Regions from separate parts of the Sus scrofa genome. Here regions 2 and 3 are each linked to region 1. A link is a contact called in public HiChIP or PLAC-seq and promoter capture Hi-C data. All regions are on one chromosome and are shown on one strand. Each heading gives the region's core, a stretch centred on a gene start, on an enhancer-like site or on the middle of the called end of the contact. The rest is flanking DNA. Distances are from core to core; before and after follow the strand shown.

Region 1 (3,741 bases), core at 886-3,385:
AATAAGTCTTTTGATTCATTTGCCTTACTCTCGTCTCCATTTCAGATGCCTGCTTCTAATGAACATTTTGACAAAAGGACTGTGTCTTTGCACCACTTTGTTCTTTTGTCTGGCAAAGTCCTTAGGATATAGTAGAGGTTCAATAAGTGTCTGTTTTGCCAAGGTTTTTTTTTTTTCCTTTTACCTAATGTGTACCTTCCTCTGGGTCAGTTTTGTTTTATCCAAAATTAACAACTGGGAGGTTCCCATGTGGCACAGTGGGTGAAGGATCTGGTGTTGCCACAACTGCAGTGTGAGTATGATCCTTGGCCAGGGAACTTTCATGTGGCGCCATTGCAGCAAAAAAAAAAAAAAAGAAAGAAAGAAAGAAAGAAAAAAAAGTATATATAGCGATAGATAGATAGATGATATATAGATAGGAGAGAAAGAAAAGAAATTTTTTAGTGTAAGCTATATTGAGTATTCTTATCTAAGGCCATATAGTTTTAGAAAAAAATAGAGAGGGGAACCTATCATTACCACAGACCTGTGACCCAGCATTACCCATGCTATCAAATAAAAGGGGAAGCCTTACAGGAACATGTCCATTATTAGTAAAAGAAAAATGTTTTTAAGAAATTTATTGGCACAACATTGTAAATCAACTATACTTTAATACAAAATTTAAAGAATAAATATGGCAATGTATAAAATTAAAAAAAATTAGAATAGTCTGTTAATAGTATTGTACCAGTGTTAACGTCCTGGGTTTGGATTTGTATTACAGTTACCACCTGCCGTCATTAAGGGAAGCAGATGAAGGGTACAGAGGACACTACAAGTTTTGCAATTTCTTGTGAGTCTATAATTATTTAACAACAAAAAGCTAAAAAAGAAATCATTTGGGCTAGAATCTAAAAAATGAGTAATTATCCAGGAAGTAGTGTGAGTGGGGAAGACCTGCCATAGGGATGAAGGGACAGCATTTCAAGTAGAGGAAACCCCCTGTTCAAAAGCATGTTGAAGCATTGAGAGAAGGATGTTGTGGTTAGAGCTGGCTGAGCAAGGCAGAGAGTGGCATTGGACTGTGCCCCCCCGGCCCCCTTTCTCTGGGAGCTCTGCCTGACAAAATGGAGTTTGGGGGTGCTCTAAGCTGAGGACCAGATCCCCACCTATAATTACCTCTCCCTCTGAGAACCCACCCACCATGCCATAAGCAGTAGCTCAAGATACATGGGGAGGCCACATGCCTTGACCCAGCAGAGCCCCCGTGTCCACAGCCAGTATCAAGTACCAGTGAGTGGGTGGGTGTCTCAGACTTCCAGCCCAGTCAGATCTTCAGATGACCGCAGCCCCAGCCAGCATCTAAGGGCACTTCATGCAGTAAGAACCACTCAGTTGAACCTAGTCAATCTACAGAACTGTAATGGATCCTCATGGAAACCATTCTTTTAAAGCAACTGATAACTTGGAGCTCCTGTCATGGCTCAGTGGTTAACAAATCTGACCAGGAACCATGAGGTTTCGGGTTCAATCCCTGGCCGCACTCAGTGGGTTAAGGATCTGGTCTTACTGTGAGCTATGGTGTAGGTTGCAGATGCGGCTCAGATCCCGCATTGCTGTGGCTGTGGTGTAGGCTGGCAGCTACAGCTCCAATTAGACCCCAAGCCTGGGAACCTCCATATGTTCATGAGTGCGGCCCTAGAAAAGACAAAACAAAAAAAAATGAACAAACAAAAAAATAATAAAGCAACTGATAACTTGAATGAGAAGTAATTCTAGCTACAGAGCCTATAATGGACTTTCACTTGCCTTAACTCTTGATCTTCACAAGCATCTCATAGACTATAATATCTTGGTGGGCACCTGGTTCACCATTGTACTCCAACATAATACCTTGCACATTGAACATCCTCAATAAAAATATTTGTTAAACGAAAAAAAAAAAAGGTTAAGCAAGATTTTTCAGGAGCACCTTCTGTAACAGCAGTCCTTTGTCCCACTTGGAACTCTTAACACCAAGGTGAAAGACCTCTGCCTTTGGAGTTGGGGAAATCAGAATAGCAAAGAGAAAAGCAGGAATGCTTACAAATATGTGCAAGAGGCAAAGATACATGATGAAATACTTTCATTTGGACTCTTTCAAAAGACCCAGTTTTGGTCACAAGGAAAAGTGACCTTTGAAATAGAAACTGAACATTTTTGCTTTCTCCACTAGGCAGCTATAGTTGAGTGTTTTCCCTCTCATTGATTGTTACTTGTTATGTGGAGAAGCCCCAAGACTCCCCTGTTGAAAACCTGGATTTCTGTTCTGGCTGCCTGTTTGTTACACAGATGAGTGTTTGGGCAAGTTATTTTCTCTAAGCCCTTAATTCCTTGTTCAAAGTTAAGGGATTCAGTAGCCACCTCACTGGAGTGCTTGATCACTAAATATTGTAATAAGGTATTTAGGACAACACTCAATGGATGGAATATAGCAAAAAAAAAAAAAAGTGTTGGTTGACTTCACTTATTATGTTTCTTGCTCTTCAAGGCCACCACTTCTCTCCCATGAAAAGGAAGTTCTGTTTTATATTCTTTTTTTCTCTTGACAATTTTCTTAAGTGCCTACAGACTAGATACTAGGAGTACAATGATAAAACAAGGAGCTCACGGTTGAAGGAGACAGGAAATAAGTTTAGTAACGTGTGTAGGTGCCATGATGCAAGACTTTTTGGGAAACTTGGAAAGAAGAGAGCCATCATTTCTCCTGGGAGGGCACTGAGGGTTATAAAAATTTCCTGGAGGAGTTCCTGTTATGGCTCATACACTTAAGAACCCTGTGCTTAAAAAATAAATAAATAAATAAATAAATAAATAAATAAAGAGAGAACCTGATGCTATCTCTGTGAGCATGGGGGTTTAATCCCTCGCCTTGCTCAGTGGGTTAAGGTTAAGGATCTTGTGGGGCCGTGGCTGTGGCGTAGGTCAGCACCTGCAGCTCTGATTTGATCCCTAGCTTGGGAACTTCCATTTATGCTGCAGATGTGGCCTGTAGAACTGAGTATCTGACAGTAGAAAAAACCAGTCATAGAGAGCAGGGTAGAACAGCCTGGAAGGCTGAATCAGAAAGCACTCAGAGTGGGGTGTGTCAGGTGTTGAGTGTTGGGAGGGGTGGGTGGTGGCCATCACAATCTGAGAATTCAGGTAGAACTGAGTCTGAGAGATCAGGTAGAACCCAAGCCTCAAGGGCCTGCTGTGCTCTTGAAATAGTGGTTTATTTGAAATAGTAAGTGTTGAGATATGCCTTACTTTAGATGTCTACATTTCTACGAAGTTATCTATGCAGTGAGATTTTACAAAATAAATCACATTTAATTTCTTAAATTGATTAAGATGAACATAGCACCCTTTTGCAAACTCCTTAAGCAATGAAAGAAGAGAACACACTTTAGAAACCTACCTTGCAACCCATGCGCAAGTGCATTAACATGTAAGAGAGCTACTGTGTCAATATTTCAACCACAAGCCTCAGGGGTCACAACATCCAGCATCTCAAGACAAAAATCATACTACTCTATTTGGAGAAGAGGGGAAAAGACAGGGTAAGGGGAGAAGGAATTTTTTCCCTTTTTGGTGAAGAGATAGACGAAACTAAACAATATTATCAAGGTCATAATTCTAATATTTATTTCTGCAATTAAACAGGTTGCATTTAAGGCTTTCCTCTTCATCAGAATTTGATTATGAGAGGTTTTTTTTTTTTTTTTTTTTTCCATTTCC
Region 2 (3,741 bases), core at 351-2,850, 150 kb before region 1:
TTAGAATGGAGAGGACACTGCACACATACACACTTGGCTGGCACTCGACATTTGGGGCCCGAAATGACAACACATATGTAAGCAAGCCAAAACAGAAGGCGCTCCGATTTTGAGGCAACACAGTAAACAATCACAGTAACCACCACTTTACTAAAAGCTGGCTGACAGCTTCAGGCGCACAGAATCAAAGAGCTCTTCTTCCCGGCCCTCCTCTTCCCCACACACCCGAGAGCCCATTCAAAACACATCCTCCCCCAGCCCCGCCCCAGCCCTGCCCTCAGCAGCTCCCAGCACAGAAACTGACCGAAAGTCCGGGGCCTTGGCGGCGCCCAGCCCGGCCGGTCTCAGGACGCTTCGGGCCGCGGACGCGCGGGGCGCCGCAGCGGCTGGAGCTCCATACAGCCCGTGGTCTCCGGGACCCACAGCGGCTCGCGCACCCCGCAGCCCTCAGCCCGGGGCGCCGGCCGCCCCCGCCCCTCTCCCCGAGCGGCGGCCGCGTGGTACCTGCACACGGTGATCAGGTTTCTCCTCTCCACCGCGGCGTTGCGGGCGCTCAGGCTCTTCTTGCCGCTGCCACCCGCGCCGCGGCTCCCACCCAGGCCCCCCCCCGCCCGCCAGGCTCCGCGAGGCCATGTCGGGCTGACCCCCGCGCCCCTTTTGTCTGGTACAACCCGCCTGCTCCCACACCTGCTTCCCCAGGGACTCCCTCCGCGGGCGGCCGTTAAGGCGTGGGAGGGTCGTAGGGAAAGAGCAGGGTCAGAGAGCGGATGAGGAAGACGGCGGGGGAGCCGCCCCCGGGAATTGGCAGCTGGCTCTCCGCACCAGAGCTCCACACACACATACACAGACTCACGCGCACACACGCACGCGCCACCCCCGCTTTCACGCGCTCCTCCAACCTCCAGGCCCCTCAAATCCAATCACACACACCTGGCAGCCACTCTCGCCCCAGCCGCGGCCGCTCAACCCCGCCCTCCCATCGCCTGTCGGGCGGACCCCGCCTAGCTGAAGCCAATCTTAGTGCTCGACGAGCGGGGCCGGCCACTGGGAGCTTCAAAGCAAAGTGCTAGAGCCCCGCCCTGGCGCGTGGGCAGCTTTCCAGATGCTGGGCTCAGGCTCGCGGTCCGCTAGCTGTAAGCTGTTGGCACGCGGCGGAGCCGCGAGGTAGCTGGCCGTGGGATCGTGGGATGAGAGGCTCAGAAGTGTTCACGCGTGTTTAGACCTTTGCTCGGAACCCCACTAATGGTTGGCCTCTCTAGCTGTGATGGCTGATCATGCTCCCAGAGGCCAGCTCTCAAGTCCAGGTGCATCAGAAGCTGCAATGCCAGGGACACAGTAGCTCAGGCTCCCGCGCCTGATCTAGGGCTTGACTCCCAGGAAGGAAGCGGGGTTCCTTTTGTCCTAACGCCCTCCCTTGGCCTAGTAAACACAAATAACTCAAGGAGGGAAACTGCCGGCAGAATATTCCTCTTGGGGCGTCTAGTGGTGGGGTTTTTGACCCCCCCCCCCCCAAGCCGCATCTCTCCTGGCCTAACACCTAGCACGGGCTTCACCTGGGACTGGCCGCCCGCATAAGACGGAGCGCTGTGTGGAGTGTAGTCTGCTCGTTGAGCGGGTCTCCCGCCCTGGGCGGTGACTAGGTATTGGAGTGGATGCCATGAGCCTACCGGCAATTCTGCCTTGCGACCTGCCAGAGGCCAAGAATGCTGCCCTTGTGGTGCGTGTTTGGAACCTACTGCCTACTTTACAAAGCTTCTCCACCCCTCCAGCCTTAGCAGCAGGGAGGCCCTGGCTTTGGTCTCCTAGTCTCTGGCGCTGATCTAGGCCGGCCATTCACCACTTTTTTCATCAATAAAAAAGGCCCAGATTTTACGTGAAATCTTTATTGTGAGCTATTTCTATGGGGCTAGCTCCGTGCTAGTTTAAAATCCATTAAACTTGCACCTCTGGTTTTGAAGTTTCTGTCAAAGAAGAATGTTAGCAGGAGTTCCCATCATGGCTCAGTATAAACGAATCTGACGAGCTTCCATGAGGACGTGGGATTGATCTCTGGCTTTTATCAGTGGGTTAAGGATCTGGTATTGCTAGTGAGCTGTGGTGTAGGTTGCAGACATGGCTCGGATCTGGTGTTGCTGTGGCTATGGCGCAGGTCAGCAGCTGTGGCTCAGGTTGGACCCCTAGCCTGGGAGCCTCCATATGCCCCAGGTGTGGTCCTAAAAAAGAGAGAAAAAAAAATGTTACAGAATGGATATATAGATACAGTGCAGATATCTCTTCTTGTATATTATATAATTTACTAGAGGAAGTACTGTTACTCTATGTTGCATGCTTTTAAAAGACAGAGTTTTGGAATTCCCGTCATAGCCCAGGGGAAACGAATCCCACTAGGAACCATGAGGTTTTGGGTTCGATCCCTGGCCTTGCTCAGTAGGTTAAGGATCCAGCATTGCCGTGAGCTGTGGTGTAGGTTGCAGACGAGGCTCATATCTAGTGTTGCTATGGCTGTGTTGTAGGCCGGCAGCCATGGCTCCGATTAGACCCCTAGCTTAGGAACCTCCGTGTTCCGTGGGTGCGGCCCTAAAAAAAAAGAAAAAGAAATAAAATACAGAGTTTTGTATATTAAAGCTGTAGATTACTAATCTCTGAGATTGTAAAAATTGTTAATCTCTATTTAAAATTCTCAGGGCAATCGCTGGCCTGGGAACTTCTTCATGCCTAGGGTGCGGCCAAAAATAATTAAAGAAAATAAAATTGTCAAGACAAAGACTGAGACTTTTTATTTTTTTTTATTTTTTTAATTGTAATCAATTGTTATTTCCCCAATACATTTTTTCCTACTGTACAGCATGGTGACTCAGTTACACATACATGTATACATTCTATTTTCTCACATTATCAGGCTCCATCATAAGTGACTAGACATAGTTCCCAGTGCTACACAGCAGGGTCTCATTGCTAATCCATTCCAAATGCAATAGTGTGACCCCAAGCTCCCAATCCATCCGGTTCCCTCCCTCTCCCCCTTGGCAACCATATGTCTATTCTCCAAGTCCATGATTTTCTTTTCTGTGGAAAGGTTCATTTGTGCGGTATATTAGATTCTAGATATGAATGATATCACATGGTATTTGTCTTTTTCTGACTTAAGACTAATACGTTTTATCTACTTGGACTATTCACAGTAGAATGAAAATACATATAGGAAAAGAAATTTGTCTTAAGTAATTTACTACAATAAATATTCATATGTTGAAATTATAAGAAAACAATTTAGAAAGACCTTAAACATTATTTTATTCACATAAATAAAAGCAGGAGGGTTTTCCAATCCGTTTGTTGCCAGACATTTCTTGTCTGCTCTATGGTGATGCAGAAGCTCATAAGCAGATTTGCCCTACTTACAGTGAAACTGTTTTTTTTTTTTTTTTTTTTTTTTTTTTTTGGTCTTTTTGCCATTTTCTTGGGCCGCTCCCGCAGCATATGGAGGTTCCCAGGCTAGGGGTTGAATTGGAGCTGTAGCTGCCGGCCTACGCCAGAGCAACAGCAACACGGGAGCTGAGCCAAGTCTGTGACCTACACCACAGCTCACAGCAACGCCGGATCCTTAACCCACTGAGCAAGGCCAGGGATTGAACCCACAAGCTCATGGTTCCTAGTAGGATTCGTTAGCCACTGAGTCACAACGGGAACTCCGAAATTGTTGTCATTTAAACACACATTAGAACTGCATAGGGAGAAGAG
Region 3 (3,741 bases), core at 543-3,042, 130 kb before region 1:
GAACCAAACTAGTATCCATGAGGTTACAGGTTCTATCCCTGGCCTGCCTCAGTGGATTAAGGATCCTGCATTGCCATGAGCTGCAGCGTAGGTTGCAGACATGGCACGGATCAGGCATTGCTCTGGTGGAGGCAGGCAGTTGCAGCTCCAATTCGTGGCCCCCTAGTCTGGGAACTTCCATACGCCTTGGCGTGGTGCTAAAAAGCAAAACAAAAAACAAAATAACCAAAAAACGAAACCCCAAATTTCCAAAACTTTCCCGTCTATAAAGGTGATTTGCTATATGCATAACTAAATGCGATTCGTTTATACCTCTGTAATTTTTTTTACATAGAAAGTCATAAATCAAAAACTGTTCTGAGGGAGCGGAAGAGGCGGGACTGCTGGGTGAGGCGTTGAGAACTTACCAAGGCGCCGGAGGAGGCGTGGGCGGCTGCAGCTGCAGCGGAGGCGGTGAGTAGGGGGCCAGCCTCCAGCTCAAGCTCTGGGACAGATGGACGGAGGAGACTCCACGAGAAACAGAGGAACCTAGGGTCAGGAGTAGTGGCTGCTGGCCGCTGCTTCCCGGCCTCTGCCTCTGCAGAAGCGTCAGCCCTTGCGGCTTGAGACGCGGCTGGGGCAGGCCTGAAGGTCACGGCCATGGAGCCCACGTGTTTCTGCCCGCGCAGCTGTGAGTAATCCTCCCTCTCCAGTCATCTGCACGTTAAAATGGAGGGAATTTCTTTGGTTAACCTGGGTACTAATACGCTGGAGGCCATCGCTCGGGAGATGTGTGGAGACCTCATAGAGGGTGGAATCGGAGCTGCAGCTGCCAGCCTACACCACAGCCACAGCAAGGCCATATCTGAGCCACTTCTCTGACCTATACCATCTATCCAGCCCATGGCTCCGATTTGGTGTTTTTATGCCAGGTCACTACCCGTCTCCCACTTCAGGAGCTGAAGTGAACTCTGGAAGAACATCATGGCTGTGCAGGAGGCTGTGGTTTGAAAGCCGAGCCCTGAGGGGAGCTTTTCCAGCTGCACTTGATCATGTGAGTGGGGAATTCCTATCATGTTGGCAGGTAACGACCCGGACTAGTGTGCATGAGGACTTGGGTTGATCCCTGGCCTCACTCTGTGGGTTAAGGATCCTGCGTTGCTGTGAGCTGTAAGCCTAGGCTGGCAGCTGCAGCTCTGATTAGACCCCTAGCCTAGGAACTTCCATGTGCTGGCAGGGGCAGCCCTAAAAAGGCAATAATAATAATAATAATAATAAATGTGAATGGGTTAGTCCTAGGAATGAAGGAGCAGGACTAGGTCCTCTCATCAGACTGTGCAGTATTCTGTCACATGCCCCTGTTCCTTGGGTTGTGCAGTCAGGGAGCTCTGTTACAGTGAGCATCTAGACTGTCACCACTTTCCCTGCTCCTCACAAGGGCCTAGTCCTTTACACTCGGTCCCCTTTGGACCTTCTTGATAGCAAGAGGTGTCCTTTTGTTGTTGGAAGTCAGGGATCGCCCCCAGAAATCCTGTGGCCTTAGGGGGCAGGGAAAGATGGGAAGTGTGACCCACACATCAAAACTTTCTCCATGTGACTCCCTAATTGAAGGGTGTGAAGGTGTAGAGGGCTGGAGCCCCAAGGTGAGTGAGCACCAAGCTACTTTATTTGAAATGCTGTCTTACCTCATTTTGTGTCCCAGTAAGGGGTCCAGCCTTATTTGTGGGCTTGGACCCATGTTCCTCCTGTCCTCTGCTCCACTGCCTAACTAGTGCATTTCATGACCCTGGGTGCTGCCTGATACTCTGCACTCACACTGATCAGTTTCGGTTTCTCTCTTGATGTTCCTGCTTATGAAGCCTGCCCAGTTTCCCTTTTCTTGACTTCCGTTAAGTTTGTTTTGTTTTGTTCTGTTTTCTAGTTTTTCTGAGGGCTTCAAAGAATCTTAGGGCTTCCTCTAATGGGATTGGGATGGGAAGAGAATGTCATTTTTTTGTGTATGAAAAGCAGTGTCAGGCCTGTGCCTTTCTCCAATGGGACTGCCTTGCTGGTCTTCCTTCCTGCCGTGGTGTCTTACCTCTTGAGGAGTTAGAGCTTCCCTCCACCACTTGGATACTGCCTTTTAGGACATAAACAGAGAAGCAGTAAAGGCTGACTGACTCACACAGGGATGCAGTGAGTGCTGATCCATTTTCTTTAGTCCTTACTGTCCATGGACTTGCTATCCCTTCCTTATCCCAGAAGGGACTTTTTGCCCTGTGTGGCCTGATTTGGGTTACATACTCTAGAACGCTGGGGGAACCATAGAAGTAGGGCCTCAAGACTGTCTATTATTGCATTCTCCCCCTGGAGTCGTCCTGCTCACGGTCAGGACCTAGCTGCAGATTCATCTTCAATCCTAGAATTGTAATCATTGTTTAAAAAGTCAAACTTGGCAAGCGCTAAAATAATTTTGGGATATCTGCCCTTGACTTCTTTTTTTTTTTTTTTTTTTTTAACACAGACATCTTCTAAGGGGATGTGGTCTAAGTGAGACTCTAGCCTACTTACAAATAATGTCTGGGAAACAGGCTTAAGGTAAGGAAAGCCATGGTCCATTCTTCCTTCAGGGAGGGAGCTCACACTGTGACATTACTGTTTGTTTTCTGGCCTTTTCTCCTGGTTAGAGGAGGAACATGTGGACATAGTTTTGAGTAATGGTTAGTTTATATTACCTCCCTCTTGGTTTGTGTTTTTGTTTTTTGCCCCCATTTTTAGGGCAGTAGCCCCCTGTCCTGGATGAGTATGAGGTGGAGTAGGTCCAACAGATTCCCTAAGGGGATGCGTCTGCAACCTACACCACAGCTCACAGCAACACCGGATCCTTAAAACACTGAGCGAGGCTGGGGATTGAACGTGCATCCCCATGGATACTAGTTGGGTTCATTACTGCTGAGCCAAAATGGGAATTCCACAACTCCTTTCTTTTTTCAGGAGAGAATGCTCCCTATTTAGAGTGGACAGTGGTCAGGAACTCTCCCTTTCCCTGCATATCTTTCTTCTAACAGCAGAATTCCTGTCCTTCTCTCCTCAAGTGTATTGATAACCCTGTCATTCTATTATGTATCTGGGTGTGTACGTATGAGTGTGTGTGTGTCTGTGTCTGTAGGGGGGTTGGGAGAAGGGTTTCTTTACAAATTCCTGTAGTTTGTGGCTTTTCCTTCACAATTAGTTCCCATCACTCCATGTCCCCTGGGGGCCATTGCCTGGTATCATTTGGGAAGTGTAGTGAAGCTTATCACTGTCCTTTGATTTGAAGAGCTTTAATTTTGCATAAGTAGTCCATCCTATACAGCTTGCTAACCAACTTTGTACTCTTCTTGCTCCTAATGACTGCTGGTGTAAATAAACTGCATCTCCCCATTGGTAAATGAATAAACAAAATTTTTTAAAATGAAAAAAATTATTCTTTCAGGAAACCTCATGAGGTTCATTTATTTACAACGTGTACACAAAACTGAAAGTCAAATATGCATAGGTAAAAGCATTTCAAAAATGCCTGTATCTTTTTTTTTGCCTTAGCATGTGGAAGTTCCCAGGCAGAGATGAAACCCATGCCATAGCTGTAACTGGAGCCACAGAAATGACAAGGCTGAATCCTTAACCTGTTGTGCCATGAGGGACCTCCACCTAGAGATTTTAAAAAATGTATGAATATACTTTTTACTTCATAGTTTCAGAAAGATGGGTTTTTTTTTTTTTTTTTTTTTTTTTTTTTTTGGT

Evidence for each region. Promoter capture Hi-C pulls out the DNA fragments that hold promoters and counts their contacts. HiChIP or PLAC-seq counts read pairs in DNA pulled down with a chosen protein or histone mark.
Region 2: a contact with region 1 is called in a promoter capture Hi-C map of liver, with 2.5 times the contacts expected there. The contact joins two enhancer-like sites. A contact is called at or near these places in 1 of 5 promoter capture datasets (liver) and 13 of 47 Hi-C or Micro-C datasets (alveolar macrophages, embryonic fibroblasts, epiblast stem cells and 8 more).
Region 3: a contact with region 1 is called in an H3K27ac HiChIP or PLAC-seq map of alveolar macrophages. The contact joins two enhancer-like sites. A contact is called at or near these places in 13 of 47 Hi-C or Micro-C datasets (alveolar macrophages, embryonic fibroblasts, epiblast stem cells and 8 more) and 1 of 2 datasets of contacts at active chromatin or transcription factors (alveolar macrophages).

The regions. Positions count from the first base shown.
Region 1 is chr9:93,154,551-93,158,291 of Sscrofa11.1, forward strand. No RefSeq gene overlaps it. Among named protein-coding and RNA genes, the nearest start is that of ABCB4, 15 kb to the right of the region's middle. Within about 2 kb of position 2,136, at least 5 of the 83 cell types and tissues checked have an H3K27ac peak or open chromatin away from gene starts, as enhancers often do. A contact at or near this core is called in alveolar macrophages, fetal liver, liver and 1 more, where this site is marked.
Region 2 is chr9:93,006,296-93,010,036 of Sscrofa11.1, forward strand. No RefSeq gene overlaps it. Among named protein-coding and RNA genes, the nearest start is that of ABCB1, 43 kb to the right of the region's middle. Within about 2 kb of position 1,601, at least 29 of the 83 cell types and tissues checked have an H3K27ac peak or open chromatin away from gene starts, as enhancers often do. A contact at or near this core is called in fetal liver, liver and retroperitoneal adipose tissue, where this site is marked.
Region 3 is chr9:93,024,844-93,028,584 of Sscrofa11.1, forward strand. No RefSeq gene overlaps it. Among named protein-coding and RNA genes, the nearest start is that of ABCB1, 24 kb to the right of the region's middle. Within about 2 kb of position 1,793, at least 27 of the 83 cell types and tissues checked have an H3K27ac peak or open chromatin away from gene starts, as enhancers often do. A contact at or near this core is called in alveolar macrophages, liver and retroperitoneal adipose tissue, where this site is marked.